Regions from separate parts of the Macaca mulatta genome. Here region 1 is linked to region 2. A link is a contact called in public Hi-C data. All regions are on one chromosome and are shown on one strand. Each heading gives the region's core, a stretch centred on a gene start, on an enhancer-like site or on the middle of the called end of the contact. The rest is flanking DNA. Distances are from core to core; before and after follow the strand shown.

Evidence for each region. Hi-C and Micro-C count contacts between places; a contact is called where the count stands out from the background.
Region 1: a contact with region 2 is called in a Hi-C map of CD4 T cells, with 2.4 times the contacts expected there. The contact joins two enhancer-like sites. A contact is called at or near these places in 2 of 14 Hi-C or Micro-C datasets (CD4 T cells and liver).

The regions. Positions count from the first base shown.
Region 1 is chr20:26,781,332-26,788,987 of T2T-MMU8v2.0, reverse strand. It overlaps NSMCE1 (NSE1 homolog, SMC5-SMC6 complex component), which reads left to right. Exons shown (of 9, transcript XR_013411612.1): 3 at 5,974-6,095; 4 at 6,886-6,963. Among named protein-coding and RNA genes, the nearest start is that of NSMCE1, 32 kb to the left of the region's middle. Within about 2 kb of position 5,702, at least 16 of the 40 cell types and tissues checked have an H3K27ac peak or open chromatin away from gene starts, as enhancers often do. A contact at or near this core is called in CD4 T cells, where this site is marked.
Region 2 is chr20:26,701,882-26,708,991 of T2T-MMU8v2.0, reverse strand. No RefSeq gene overlaps it. Among named protein-coding and RNA genes, the nearest start is that of KDM8, 45 kb to the left of the region's middle. Within about 2 kb of position 2,096, at least 5 of the 40 cell types and tissues checked have an H3K27ac peak or open chromatin away from gene starts, as enhancers often do. A contact at or near this core is called in CD4 T cells, where this site is marked.

The sequences.
Region 1 (7,656 bases), core at 4,453-6,952, 76 kb before region 2:
AGCCACCACACCTGGCCTTAAAATTTAATTTTAAAAGAAAAGGAGAAAATGTGTACAGAATTAGTTCAAAAAGTAATCTCTCAAGATGACTTGAGCCAACCCTCCTTCTTAGGGGAGAAGTGTCCTGTTTTGTTCAGTGCTTGTCACTTGCCTGGAGGCCCATTTTCAATTGCCACCACTGACAGGCATTTCCTGCTAAAGGAAGAGTGGCTCTGTCCGCTCCACGGTCTTTGCCTTTCCTTAGCTGCTCCTGCTGCCTTGCATGCTGTCCCCGAACCCCGGACCTGGCCCAGTGCTCAGGGCTGGGCCGGGGGTATGATGGATGATGTGTTGGGCTGGGTCGAGGGGATGATGGGTGCTGGGCTGAGGGGATGATGGATGCTGGGCTGGGCCAGGCCGGGCCGATCCGATGCCTCTCCTCTGTGAGCAGCTCCTCTTTGGGTACCACCTCTGGGGTCTTAATCAGGTACCCAGATGCCTTCCATCCTTCCCTGTTGGCCCAGTCTCTCTCGGTGACTCTGAAGCACAGGGCAGGTGCAGGAGGGTGTAGACGAGATGACGGTGGGGTCTGATATAGAGGATGTCCTCAGGCTTGCTCTGTGGAGCCCATGTGGCTTAGTGCCTGGCAGCTTAGGATCTGGGGTCGGGCAAGCCTGGGCTCCATTTCCTTCCAAGTTACAGAAACTATGAGCAAGTTGTTAACCTCTCCAAGCCTCCTATATATACAGATGATATTAGTGATGCACCTTATGGAGTTACTGTTATTGTCATGATGAAATGAACCACGCGAATGCATAGTGCTGGCACATAATAAGGTGAATTACAGTCACACATTTGCAGGCCCCTTGATTTTAGCCTAACACGAACTACTTTACTACAGCCCTTAAGAAATCCAGACACACCCTGCCTCTTCCGAGTAGACAAAACACAGGTGGCGCTGTGTTTAGAGGTTTAGAGGTTCAGCTTGCTTGATCCAAACATGGTGCTGGTTGTCCTGGCTTCGGTTTCTCTTTCCCTGTAGAGGAGACATCTGTGGTAGGGCCAGGGCCTCGTTCCTCTGTCCTCGTAGCTGGGCCTCCCATATCACTGACTGGAGGTTGGTGGTGTGCAGAGAACCAGCCTCTGATCCGGCCCTACCTACAGAAAACCTGATGTTTCGATATTTACTGAAGGGTGTGCCTTTTTCTTCAGTTGGTTCCGGATTCTGAAAAGGAGTGGTATTTTTTTATTTTTATTTTTATTTTTTTATTTTTTTTTATTATTATACTTTAAGTTGTAGGGTACATGTGCATAACGTGCAGGTTTGTTACATATGTATACTTGTGCCATGTTGGTGTGCTGCACCCATCAACTCGTCATTTACATCAGGTATAACTCCCAATGCCATCCCTCCCCCCGCCCCCCTCCCCATGATAGGCCCCGGTGTGTGATGTTCCCCTTCCCGAGTCCAAGTGATCTCATTGTTCAGTTCCCACCTATGAGTGAGAACATGCGGTGTTTGGTTTTCTGTTCTTGTGATAGTTTGCTAAGAATGATGGTTTCCAGCTGCATCCATGTCCCTACAAAGGACACAAACTCATCCTTTTTTATGGCTGCATAGTATTCCATGGTGTATATGTGCCACATTTTCTTAATCCAGTCTGCCACTGATGGACATTTGGGTTGATTCCAAGTCTGTGCTATTGTGAATAGTGCCGCAATAAAGTAGTGTATTATTAACTCCTAAGTCCTCAAAGTGGTATTTCTAAGACTGAAAGTAGCTGTCTCAGAATCCCACGATATGGACTTTATCCCACACTCTTTATCATGACCATGGGCTTGTAGAATATTGAGGTCAAAAGGATCCTCAGACATGCCTTTAGCCCAGTGTATCCCTACAGATTAGCAAACTGTAGCTTCTCCACCAGGGCTCCAGGATCAGAGGAGAGAGCAGGGGCAGAGCTGTGGACATTAGCTGTCCTGAAGACCTGAGGCTGGGAAGCAGCGATCTGGTGCCACCTTAGCACTTAGTGGGCATCGTAAGGGTCTTGGGAGCAAGCAAGAGACCCCAGTTCTGAGAAAGGAATGTGTCGGGGCTGGGCGTGGTGGCTCACGCCTGTAATCCCAGCACTTTGGGAGGCTGAGGTGGGCAGATCACTTGAGGTCAGGAGTTTGAGACCAGCCCGACCAACACAGTGAAATCCCATCTCTACTGAAAATACAAAAAATTAGCCAGCTGTGGTGGTGAAACACCTGTAGTCCTAGTGCCTGGGGAGGCTGAGGCAGGAGGATCACTTGAACCTGGGAGGTGGAGGTTGCAGTGAGCTGAGATTGCGCCATTGCACTCCAGCCTGGGCGACGGAGTGACACTCCATCTCAAAAAAAAAAAAAAAAAAAAAAAAAGGAATGTGTCGAGATGCTATTGGGGGAGGGACACGTAGGATTCATTGGTGGCCAGGTGCGCAGTTGGGGACGGGCAGGAAGCATGGCACCACTGCATGGCCAGAGCAGCTGGCCCTCTATAGTGTCTAGGCTGGAGCCACCTCCAAGCTTCCTTTTGTCCCTTGCTCAGATTGCGAAAGTGTCTGGCTGGTGTGGGTTCTCTGTCTACTCCTGGCTGCCCTAATCTCTGGTCCCTTCAGCTTTCTGCTTTCTGGTTCCCTGAATATTGTACCTGGAATTATTCTCTCACCAAAACCGCAAATGTAAGAGAAAGACAATTCTAAAAAAAAAAAAGAAAGAAAAAAGGCGAAGGTCTCATTAGGGAGGGACATGGCTGCTGGGCTGGCAGGCGTCACCAGCTGACTCCTGTTTCAGGGTGGCCGGACACAGCAGCTGGAGCACCGTGTGATGAGGAAGGAAGTGCTGGAGCCGTGGGAGGACAGAGCTGGGAAGTGCAGCTCATCTGGTTGGGGAAGGCCTGTACAGCAGGCTGCCAGAGGACCAGGAGGCTGGGGTCCAGCCAGGGGTAGTGGTGGAGAGGCGGGAGGGAAGAGGGTTCTGGACATGTGTGAGGCTGGAGGTGAGACCGTGTGTGGCTGTTAGAGATGAGAAGTCGGGGAGAGACTCTCACAGGGCCCCACAGAGCGGGAGGGCAGGACGGGCTGGAGCCCACACCCTGCTGCCAGTCCCATGGCACCACACCGCCTCTGTTGCTGCCAAAAGGAGTCAGTTGAGGGGTTTGCTGAGCGTAAGAGAAGTTTCTTCTCAGGTCACAATTAAGAGGCGCTGCAAGGGCGTGGGGCCTCCATGAGAAACAGTTACAGGGTCAGTGATGGAGATCGTGGACACGACCCTGATGCAGGAAGCGTGTGGAAGGAAGGAGAGGGCGATAGCGGAGAGAATGGGAGCGCCCAGGCGGTGGCTGGTGTCTGCAGTGAGCGAGTACAGTAGGAGGAAGTGGTTGGTCAGATAAAAATACAGCAAAACATTCATGGTTTCTGAAAAATGAGGCCGGACGCCAAACCAGAGGCAGTGGGGAGAGGGGAAGGGCAGAGAGGGCTGCTGGCTGCCTCCCCGCAATGGGGTGTCTGGAAAGTCCAGTAGATCAGAATGCCTCTCATCTGCCCACAGGGCACATTGTTCTCAGTGACACCCAGGAGGGGCCTCGTTAGTGGAAAATGTGAGTTGTCAGTTTCAGAGGGAGGTGGGACTTGCCCTGGTGTCACACTGGGTGGACAGGGCTCCTGTCACTCACTCTGCACTGAGCAAGGCTTTTTGGTGTCTGGGCCCCTTGCGTCTGAGCTCCCCAGCACTGGCTGCCCTTGGGGGTGGAAAAGCGTGTCTGCCCAAGTCACCGGCACAGGCAGGTACGGAACAGCTTGGCTCCCACGCCAGCGAAGAGCTGCCTTGCGTGGTGTGGAAGAGGAAGACAGCATCGGGGGCAGAAGAGAACATTTCCTGGAAAAACAGGCCATCGAGGTGGCTGCAGCAGTGGAGGGAGAGCTTTTCAGAAAGGAGGGACCCGTGAGCAGAGGCGTGGAGGCAGGAAGTCAGGCCATGCCTCTCAGTCCTGATGCCTGCTCTCCAGCCACCGAGGCCAGATGCCATTGTCTCATGTTACGATTGCACCATGTCCATGTTCCACCCACTTATTATGACTACTTTTTAATTTAAACTGCCTTTTAAAAACTTTATTTAAATGGAAGGTTAGCTCCTCGCTGAGCATGGCGCGTTAGTGTCACTGCCCTGGGCTTTGTTCTTGGCTTTTCTGGGCGCCCACAGTCTGATCCTCTGATAGAGCTCACTGGCCTGGGTTGTCCTTGACTCTTTCACACGGCTATGTCCTCCATTTTCACCAGCGTGATCTTGTTTTTTTTTTTTTTTTTTTTTTAACTTTATGGATCTTGAGTTGTATGGGTAGCTTAGAAATGCCTCTGTCTATAAGAAATCAAACATAGACACACAGCGTGAGGGCGCTGTGATGACCCCCGTTTAGTCCCTTCCTGGCAGTGGCCTTGGTCATCAGTCCAGTGGGCAACCTGCTGGGCCTTTTCCTGTGGGACCGTTTCATTGGTTCTGTTTTTGTTTCACACGAAATGTATCAGATTGTCTGTTTTTTCTTGCAGTTTTTTTTCCAAAATGATTTTCTAAGGCATGAATCTTTTGAAATTATTTATTTTAATACATAAAAACAGTGAAAACAGTAATACATACTCTTGCTTTAAAAAGTTTCGCAGCACAAGCTCATTCCTGTAATCCCAGCATTTTGGGAGGCCGAGGTGGGCGGATCACCTGAGGTCAGGAGCTCGAGACCAGCCTGGCCAACATGGTAAAACCCTATCTCTACTGAAAATACAAAAACTAGCTGAGCGTGGTGGTGGGCGCCTGTAATCTCAACTCCTCGGGAGGCTAAGGCAGGTGGATTGCTTGAACCCGGAGGTGGAGGTTGCAGTGAGCCAAGATTGCGCTACTGCACTCCGGCCTGGGCGATAGTGAGACTGTCTCAAAAGACATGACTGTCTCACAGCATGAAAGGTACACAGCGCTGGACATGTCCTTCCACTGCTTCCAGTGCTCAGAGGCTTCCTGGTGCCACAGGAGAAAGGCCCTGCTGTCCCCGGCCACAGGCCCTGTGTGATCTGGCTCCCTTCCCCACCGCAGCCTCTCTGCCCTCCTTCCTTCCCTGGCTGATCAGTGTCCATTCAGCTGAGCCCCCGGCCATACTGTGGGTACCCCCTCCTCAGACTGATGGACCTGGATGGTGGCCCCTGGGCTGTGAGCGTCCTGCTGGCAGGGCCAGGGGAGGTGGGTGACAGAGAGGTCAAAGCCCCGGCCTTGTGGTACAACTCTGGGTGAGTCAGTTCACCTTTCTGCGTCTCAGCCTCTTTCCCTGTGCCCAGAGAGCTGCTGGAGGGTGGATTCATGATGACAAAGGGTGCCCGGGACAGGGCCTCTCCATGCTGAGGGCTTGCTGCAAGCCGCCCTTCTCACCCCGGTTGTTGTTATTCTTACTGTTCCAGCCCAGGACCTAGCACAAGCCTGGCATGTAAGTGAGGATAAGTGGACACTGAATAAAAAAAGAAAGGAATAAAGCTCCACCTAAGACGTGTGGGGACGCAAAGGGACAGAGGCCTCTCGCGGGGCACTGGGGACGAGGTAGAACGGCTGAGATGGGATGGGATGTGTGTGCAGCGGGAGCTTAGTGCACGCTCTGAGCATGTCATTGAGTGATACGCTGAAGGTGCTGATCCAGACTCTCATCGGGAGGCAGCGAGCAAAGACAGGAAGCCCGCGGCAGCCTCCGTGGTTGCAGATAGCATCTCCCCGGCCCTCCTGCCTCACAACGCCCTCCATCTGTTGTCTGTTTGTCTTCCAAGTACTCCAGGAAGAAAGAAGCCACACGGCACTGGCATTCACCCAAGAGGCTGCAGCCTCCGCCCGTGTCTGGGGTTGCTGTCCCCTGTGTTGAGATGGGATGGAATGATTCAAGCAAACTACGTTTTTTTGATGAGGCCCCCCATCACACCCCTTTTTTGGTCTGTTTATTTCCAGGCAATGCCACTGTAGATAAGTTGGAGGACTTCATCAACAACATTAACAGTGTCTTGGAGTCCTTGTATATTGAGATAAAGAGAGGAGTCACGGAAGATGACGGGAGACCCATTTATGCGTTGGTGAGTGCCCGGCAGAGCCCTCTAGTGGTGTTTTTGAGGAGCTGGAACAGGGCCCAGGCAGCCCGTGTTTGCTTTGGTTTGATTTCTCTTTTGGACAGTTCTTTGTAAAGAAGTCACTCCAAATGTATGGAATATTAGGAATAAAGGGAGAAATGGTTTTTTACTTAGAATAAGACATAGAAGCGATGAAAAGAAACAGTGTGTAGGAGTGTCAAGGATTGCGACCCACGTGGGGTCTTCAGTGGTTTTCAGATTTACTCTCACAGGTAGGGATCAGGGTGAAAACACAGGAGTGGGAAGCTGACATGCCCCATCCCTGGCTAGGAGACACCTCGGGCTGGTCAGAGGACATCTGGCTGCTCCCAGCCAGGCTCACACTCAGAAAGGAGCACTCTAGTCCAGGGTTTCCAAAACATTACACAGGCAAAGAACTATGGAAATGCTGGTCAGACACGGCAAAGCAGATTTCCTTGCTGTCGGACTTCTCAGTGCCTTTTGCATTTGAAGCTCCATTAACATGTAGACAAATCTCCCAAATTTATCTGAGTTTGGAAAATACTGCACACCCTCTGGAGTTCTGAAACTTCTGAGGGTCTAGCATGTTGACTGAGCTAAAGAATAAAGTCTGTAGTATATGCCTGGTTACAGATCCATCCTGCGGCTCGCAGTGCCTGGATACAGGAGCTCAGTGACTGGCCAGAGACGGAGGAGGGGAGGGAGGGAGAGCCAGCGACACGTTAACCAACACGCGAAGGGCACAGCCTGACTGTTGCGCTGACTTATTTCTTAGGTGAATCTTGCTACAACTTCAATTTCCAAAATGGCTACGGATTTTGCAGAGAATGAACTGGATCTGTTTAGAAAGGCTGTAAGTAGAGTAATCCCCGTCGCCCATTGGCTGGGCTTCTTATGGGAAAGTTCTTTCTCAGTCGTTAGAAGTGGCAACTGCAGTCTTCAAGGATCACTGCGGGGGACGTGGGCCACCACTGCTGTCTGAGGAAACGCTTTGCAGGGAGATATCACTGTCTACCCATCTGGAATTCACAGCTGTCAGGGGCCCCCATGGCTGCCTGGGAAGGAAGTGCTGGGCCAGGTGTGAGCCCCAGCTGGATGGGCAAGAGCAGGGCCTCACTGGTAGTAACAGGCGTTCCTACCTGGCTGCTGTTAAGTGCCATCTGGGAAAGGCAGCAGCAGCAGCAGCATCACCTGGGAGCTTGTTAGAAAGGCCCAGTCCCAGTCCCTACCCTAGACTGCTGAGTCCGAATCTGCATTTTTGCCAGGTGCCCGCTGAATCATTTGCATGTGCACATTTGAGCGGCATTGCTCTACCAGGCTTCAGAGCTACTTGCTCGGCCCTCTGGTCAAACATATGGCTAAGAGTGGTTCTCGGGCCTACATAACTGCAGAGGTGAGAAAGAATTCAGACATTTCAGCCCCACTTGGGATCTGTCGAATCTGAATCTCTGAGAACCAGGTGTTGGAATCATTCCTTTGAGGTCTTCTCCTGGGGTTTATTAGCTGCCAGGGTTGAGGAGCAGGTGCTGAGCTGAGCACACATCTG
Region 2 (7,110 bases), core at 847-3,346:
CTTCTACTATCTGGTCCTTCATACAAAAGTTTGCTGATGCTTGCCCTAGAAGATGGCAGATCCACAGATAGAAGGTGCCTGGTTTGTGAGTAGCAGCATTGGAAGCTCAACATGGATGGCTGCTGGGAATCTGCACGTGGGACTCTTCATAAGGGAGAAATCAACAGTTAGCATGTAAATCTTTGACATTTTGCAATTTGTTTGTTATAGCAGCTAGCATTACTTATCTTGACTAATATGCACATAGTAGGTTTGTTTGTTACAGCAACTAGTATAACTCATCCTGATTAATATGCACATAGTAAGCAAAAAAAAAAAAAAAAGCTTCCCTTGTTATCCATATTTTTCTTTTTCTTTTTTCTTTTTTCTTTTTCTTTTTTTTTTTTTGAGACTAGGTCTCACTATGTTGCCCAGGCTGACCTTGAACTCCTGGGCTCAGGCGATCTCCCAGCCTCAGCCTTCTGAGTAGTTGGAACTACAGGTGCGTGTCACCATACCCAGCTTATATTTTTATACTCTCCATAAATGTTCGTATTTGTAACAGCTCAGAAAAATGAGTGGTGCTAGCTGTAGCTTTCTCTCACCTCCAGGCCTTTGTACATCCTGTTCCCTCTGCCGAGATCATTCTTTTCCCATCGCTTCACCTCACTGTCTCTTACTGATCTTTTAGGCCTTAGGGTAGACAACAGTGCTTCCAGGCAAACTTCCCTAGCTCCTTTATCCCCCAAGACCAGGTTAGGTGCCTCTATTATGTGCCACTAAATAGCCTTAGAGAAACAGTATAATCGAGTGGTTAAGAGCTGAACCCAGTTAGACTGCTTGGCCTCAAGTCTTGGATAAGCCATGAGACTTTGGGAAAGAAGCTTAACCTCCCTCTGCCTTGATTTCCTTATCTGTAAAATGAGAATAATAATATGGGAATTAATAAAGTGGGAATTAAGTATAGTGGAAATTAGGTGAATTAAAGTACAGTTGAGGCTGGGTGTGGTGGCTCATACTTGTAATCCCAGCACTTTGGGAGGCTGAGGTAGGCAGACTGAGTGAGCCTAGGAATTTGAGACTAACCTGGACAACTAAGAGAGACCCTGTCTCTACAAAAAGTAAAAAAAAAAAATTAGCCGGGGTTGGTGGTATGAACCTGTAATTCCAGCTACTTGGGAGGCTGAGACGAGAGGATTCCTTAAGCCCAGGAATCGGAGGCTGTAGTAAACTGAGATTGTGCCACTGCACTCCAGCCTGGGGGACAGAGCGAGACACCATTTCTGGGGGAAAAAAAAAGTTATACTAAGACTTCAACTGTGTGGGGATTTTGTGTCCCAACGCCTGCATTGTTTAAGAGACAAATGTACTTAGAATTGCATGGCAGGAACTAAATAAGTGTCTGTTGACATTATCACTATTCTTTTTGCGGCTCCTGTCACAGCAGGCACCACATACTAACGCCATAGTGACTTCTCCAGTGGACTGTGGGGTACTTGGTGCATAACGGGCTTTCCATACATTTTGGTTGAAAATGAATGAAGCAGTGACTAGTGTCCTGTCCTCTGGGGCTTGGCCTGCCAAACCTCTCCAGACAGTGCCGCCCCCTTGCAGGGGGTTTAGGGCTAACGTGAAACTGCAGCTTGAACAAGGACAGTTTCTGGTCAACGGAGACAGACTCAAAGCCTTAGAAATGACCTCTTTTTTTTTTTTTTTTTTGAGTAGGAGTGGGGTAGTGGGGACAAGGTCTCACTCTGTTGCCTAGGCTGGAGTGCAGTGGTGTGATCATAGCTCACCACAGCCTTGCTCTCCTGGGCTCGAGTGATCCTCCCACCTCCATCTCCCAAGTAGCTGGGACTACTGGCATGCACCACCATGCCTGGCCAATTTTTGTGTTTTTTTATTTGTGGAGACAGAGTCTTGCTATGTTGCCCAGGCTGATCTTGAACTCCTGGCCTTAAGCAACCCTCCTGCCTTGGCCTTCCCAAATGCTGAGATTACAGGCATGAGCTACCCATGCCCGGCCAGAACTCAGCTTTATCAGTCAGGCTAGAACTCAGCGTTATCACTCAAGATTCTTCGTTGCAAACCACAGAAACCACACCAGCAAACTTAAGTAGAGGAAGAATACAACATGATTCAATAGATCCCGGAACTTCCAGAGGGCTGAGATCAGATTTGGAGACTATGTGTGCAAGAGGGGCACTTAAGTTACACTATCAGACTGCTCTAGTGGAGAGCCTGTCCCTACCGTCTCAGCCAGAGGCAAACCGGCTCGACTCATTGATGCCCGTTGTGATGGGGTTCTGGCTTAACTTCTGCCGCGGCTGCTGTGTGAACAACCTGTCTCTTGTGACCTGCTGAGTGTGTTTGCACCGACAGATGGCGCTGAAGAGCTTGCAGAGTCTGGGAAAAGGGGAGACTTTTGATGCCAACTCCCTCACCTCCCAGAATCCTGGAGATCAGGGTCTATTGTATCTCCCTCCTGCTTTTCTTTTCTTTTGAGACAGTCTCACTCTGTTGCCCAGGCTGGAGTGCAGTGGCACGATCTCAGCTCACTGCAACTTCTGCCTCCCGAGTTCAAGTGATTCTCCTGCCTCAGCCTCCCGACTAGAGATAGCTGGGATTACAGGTGCATGCCACCATGCCCAGCTAATTTTTGTATTTTTAGTGGAGATGGGGGTTTCACCATATTGGTCAGGCTGGTCTCGAACTCCTTACCTCAAGTGATCCACCTGTCTCGGTGTCCCAAAGTGCTGGGATTACAGGCGTGAGCCACTGCACCCAGCCTCCCTCCTGCTTTTCCAAAAGCAGTGGTAGATGATAACAGGGGTAACCAACATCATTGACTCCCCATGGGGCACTGAGCCATGACTCCCCGATGGGCCATGTGTTTTACAGCATTGTCTCCCATCCTTCTCACTACAATCCTGGGTGGCAGGTGCTGTTATGAGCTTCATTTTACATATGAAGAAACTGAGGCTCAGAGAGGTTAAGCAACTCATCCAAGGTCACACAGCACAATCGAGAATTTAAATCGAAGAGGACTCCAGAGCCCGGAATCTTAACTACCACATGGTACTGCTGTCTTTACTCCCCGGGGAACTGACTTAATGGTTTAGACAATAGTGAGCGGGAGGGTGTGTATGCATTCATGAAACCCTGTCTGTGCCAATCCTCCCACCAGGAAGGGTGTTGTCGCAGGGCAGGATTGTGCATTTCAGCCAAAGTGGTGGCAGGGGAAGGGTCCCTGACCTGGCGGACAATGAGCTTTTTGACTTTTAGTGACCAAAGGGTAAGAAACGGAACTAAGCTCCTGTCCATAGACTGATGACGCTGGTGCTCCAGGATCTTTCTTCCCTCCCTCCCTCCTCCATCCTCTTTCATCTTTCTTCCCTTACCACTGTCACCACCCCTATCACCACCATCCTCGTTCAGCATGGGCCACTATGCACCACTGTCCTCCTCATACTATGTCACTACCAGCCCATCGCCGACCCACCGTCCTTTCTGTATTATGACCATGACAGTAACCATCACCCTGGCCACTGCCACCACCACTGAGCCATCACCAAACTGTCAATGTCACCATGTCTACCATCTTCCTGACACCCTCATCAGCACCGCTACCAGCATCATCAATCCTTCCATCCCCCGCCATGACTGCTTCTCTCCTGCCACTATCTCCGCCTACACTGCCTGCATCACCGCCCGACTCTATGAGCCTGTTCACAGCACCATTCACACCACCATTCAGTGGCCAGCTTCATTAGCCACACCCAGCAGTGTCATGATCACTCCACTGTGCTTGCCGTCACTGTTGTCCCTCCAGCTACCTTTTTTTTGTTTGTTTGTTTTTTTTAGGTAGAGGTTTTTGCTCTGTCGCCCAGGCTAACATGCAGTGGCATGATCATAACTTACTAGAACCTCAAACTCCTGGGCAACAGGCATGCGCAACGACCATGCCTGGCTAATTTTTATTTATTTTTAAATTTTTGTAACCTGGGAGCATACATTGATGTTGCCCTGAATATGCACTCCCCCAGCTAATTAAAAAACTTTTTTTTTTTCCGAGATGGGGTCTCACTATGTTGTCCAGGCTTGTCTCTAATTCCTGGCCTCAAGCGATGCCTCCTGCCTAGGCCTCCCAAAGTGCTGGGATTACAGGTGCGCGCCACGGCTCCTGGCCGCCATCACCAGTATTTTCACCAGCACCAATACAACCCTGCACAAGTCACGAACACTGTCCGAGTCTCTCCTGGGCTTTAGGCTCATGTTAAATGCCGAAGATGTAAACGGGCTGATAAAAGAGACTGTGATTTGTGTTTTCCGTCATTGCCATCATCAGTGATTACTGGGCTCTCATTCATGCCTTATTCACCACCATTCCCTGCCTAAACAGTTGCTGTGAGCAGAAGTTCATCCTGTAAAACGCGTGAGTTTCTCCAATATCAAAACACGCCCCAGAACCTAGCTTCTGCCTTCCCCTCCCATTATCCCACAGGTGAATCCCACCTACTGTTCCCTTACGGGCTTTGCTTTGGGGTCACCAGAGAGTACATTTTCCCCTCTCTACCAACCCTCTCCAGGCCTCTGCATGCCTGTCTTTGACCAACTTGTAACTGGGCTTCAAAGCTTCCCAGCCCCAATATGCTGATATAATTATGATCATATGTTAGGTGGGTTTTGTGAGCCTTAATTAAATGTCCCTTGGCTAAAAGAAGAAAATGACAAAAATCTGCTTCCCATCGCCAAGGTCGTGTATGGCCTCTGGAAGGCCGTCGTCTTTTGGGTCTGGGTGGGGATTCTGAAGAAAACAACCTGTCCTCCGAGCCAGACCGCAGAGAGAAAAGAGACTGAGCCTGGAGGCTTGAATCCGGCCCCAGATGACCGGTCAGAAGCAGGCAGATTTCAACTCATTTCAAGAGCCTGTGGTTGGCGGATTGGGCGGGCTTTGTGGGCTCCATCGTCACCGCCTTGGTAAGAGAATGAGCACTGACACTAATGCCATTGACCGTAACTGTAATTAGCGGATTTAAGCCCCGAGGATTGAACAGCTCCACAGTCTTTCTAACATGCCTCGAGTGGGTTAATACTTGTCATTTCCACTGTTTCCTTGGCTTTCAAAGACGGGCAGCTGCTTTCCTTGAAGGGGCTTGATAGGGGCAGTGGGGAGATTTGGGTCCGAATCCTGGTTCTGCTGCTTGCTATGTGATCTTAGCAAGCCCCTTCACCTGTCTATGCCTCAGAAGTTGGAAAATGGGGATAATGGTAGTGAATACTGCTTAGAGCTGTAGCGTTGATCAAACACCTACGTGTTTGCACAAGGTAAGTGTGCAAGAAGTGCTATCGTTGTTAACTCATTTTTTATTTTATTTTGTTTTTATCTTTTCTAGAGACATGGTCTTGCTGTGTTGCCCAGGCAGGAGTTGCAGTGGTACAGTCATAGCTCACTGCAGCCTCAACCTCCTGGGCTCAAGTGACCTGGTATCTCAGTCTGCTGAATAGCTGGGACTACGGGCATAGGCCATCTTGCCCACATTACTACCTCTTATCTCTTTCTCTCTGTCCACCCACGCAGATATGCTTTCTCAGATTTTCTGTTCATGTGGGGACCATGTTTCAGAGCTCCCAAGGTTACAAGTTACCATGCCCAGATAATTAAAAAAACACTTTTTTTGTGTGTGGTGATGCGGGTCTCACTGTGTTGTCCAGGCTGGTCTCCAACTCCTGGGCTTAAGTGATCCTCCTGCCTCAGCCTCCCAAAGTGCTGGGATGACAGGTGTGAGCCACTGTATCTGGCCCAGTATTAACTAATTAGTACCTCAAACAAATGTATCAGAGATTCCAGTGGATTCTAAGTGGACTTGGGCACGTTGGGATATCCCCGGAAGACTGGTAGGCGTGGGACTACCATCTGCGTTTGCAGGAAGACTGAGAAATATCCAGAGAGCAAAGGCCTTTAGGAGCAGCAAGAAGCAGAGCCTGGAGGGGAATAAGGCAAGTAAGGCAGCCAAGGCACAACATTTAAGGAGGCCCTACTCTCAGGAGCTGACCCTGCACTTTCATGAGCCTGATAGTGAGGGCCTCCTTAAGTTTTCCATCCTGGGCACCTCCTTGGTCTCACCCCCACAAGAAAATGGACCTGTCCAGCTTGTTCCAGTGATCAAAGCTGGGGCACAGAGTTTTATCATAAGACTCTGTTGCAGCCAGAAGTTACCACAATGATGTAGCAGATATTTGTAATGCAATGTGCTTATGTTGTTTCTTTTTTTCTTTCTTCCTTTTTTTTTGGGGGGGACGGGATCTTGCCATGTTGCCCAGGCTAGACTTGAACTCCTGGGCTCAAGTGATCCTCCTGCCTCAGCCGCCCGAGTAGCTGGGACTACAGGCGTGCATTGCTGCTCCTGGCCAGTGTGGTTTCTTTTGAACAGCTGTGGGAAGTCTCTTTATTTAGGAGCCCTGCCTCTCCATGTCAGAAGTCAGGAGAGCTGTTTTGCAGCTTTCCTTGCAGCAGGAGTACACAACCCAGTTCTCAGGAATAGCATGAGGAGGGGCCTGGCACTAGCAGTGTGCGGGGTAACTGTAGGGGCCTGATTGCAATATTCTTGCAGTGTAATCTGAGGACTTCTGGCTTTGTGGGGTCCAAGCTTGATTCTCCGGTTCTTCCGGAGACTTGACTAATGTCCTTTGATGAATGCCTCTGTGACCTAAAGCAGCCATAGTGGAGTCTGTTGCTGGCAACCAAGGACTCTGACTAGGATATGGAGGTGTCTCATGAAAGTTAAGGCAGGAATATCCCTGAGTCTTAAGAAACGGCCTGGAGCTGGGAAGTGGAAAGGTATCAGCGTGCCTTTTTTCTCTCTTTTTTGGGGTTGTGGTTGTTGCTGTTTCTTCATTCAGCTTTCTCAGGTTGAAAATAAATTTAATAAAGAAGCACATGACTATTTATTTATTTATTTATTTATTTGGGGGGCAGCTTTTGCTATATTGCCCAGTCCGGTCTTGAATTATTGGGCTCAGGGAATCTTTTCACTTCAGCCTCCTGAGTAGCTGGGACTACAGGTGCGTGTCACCGTGTCTGACTTTCTACATCTCATCTCTGTTTCTCTCTGTCCATCCACACAGATA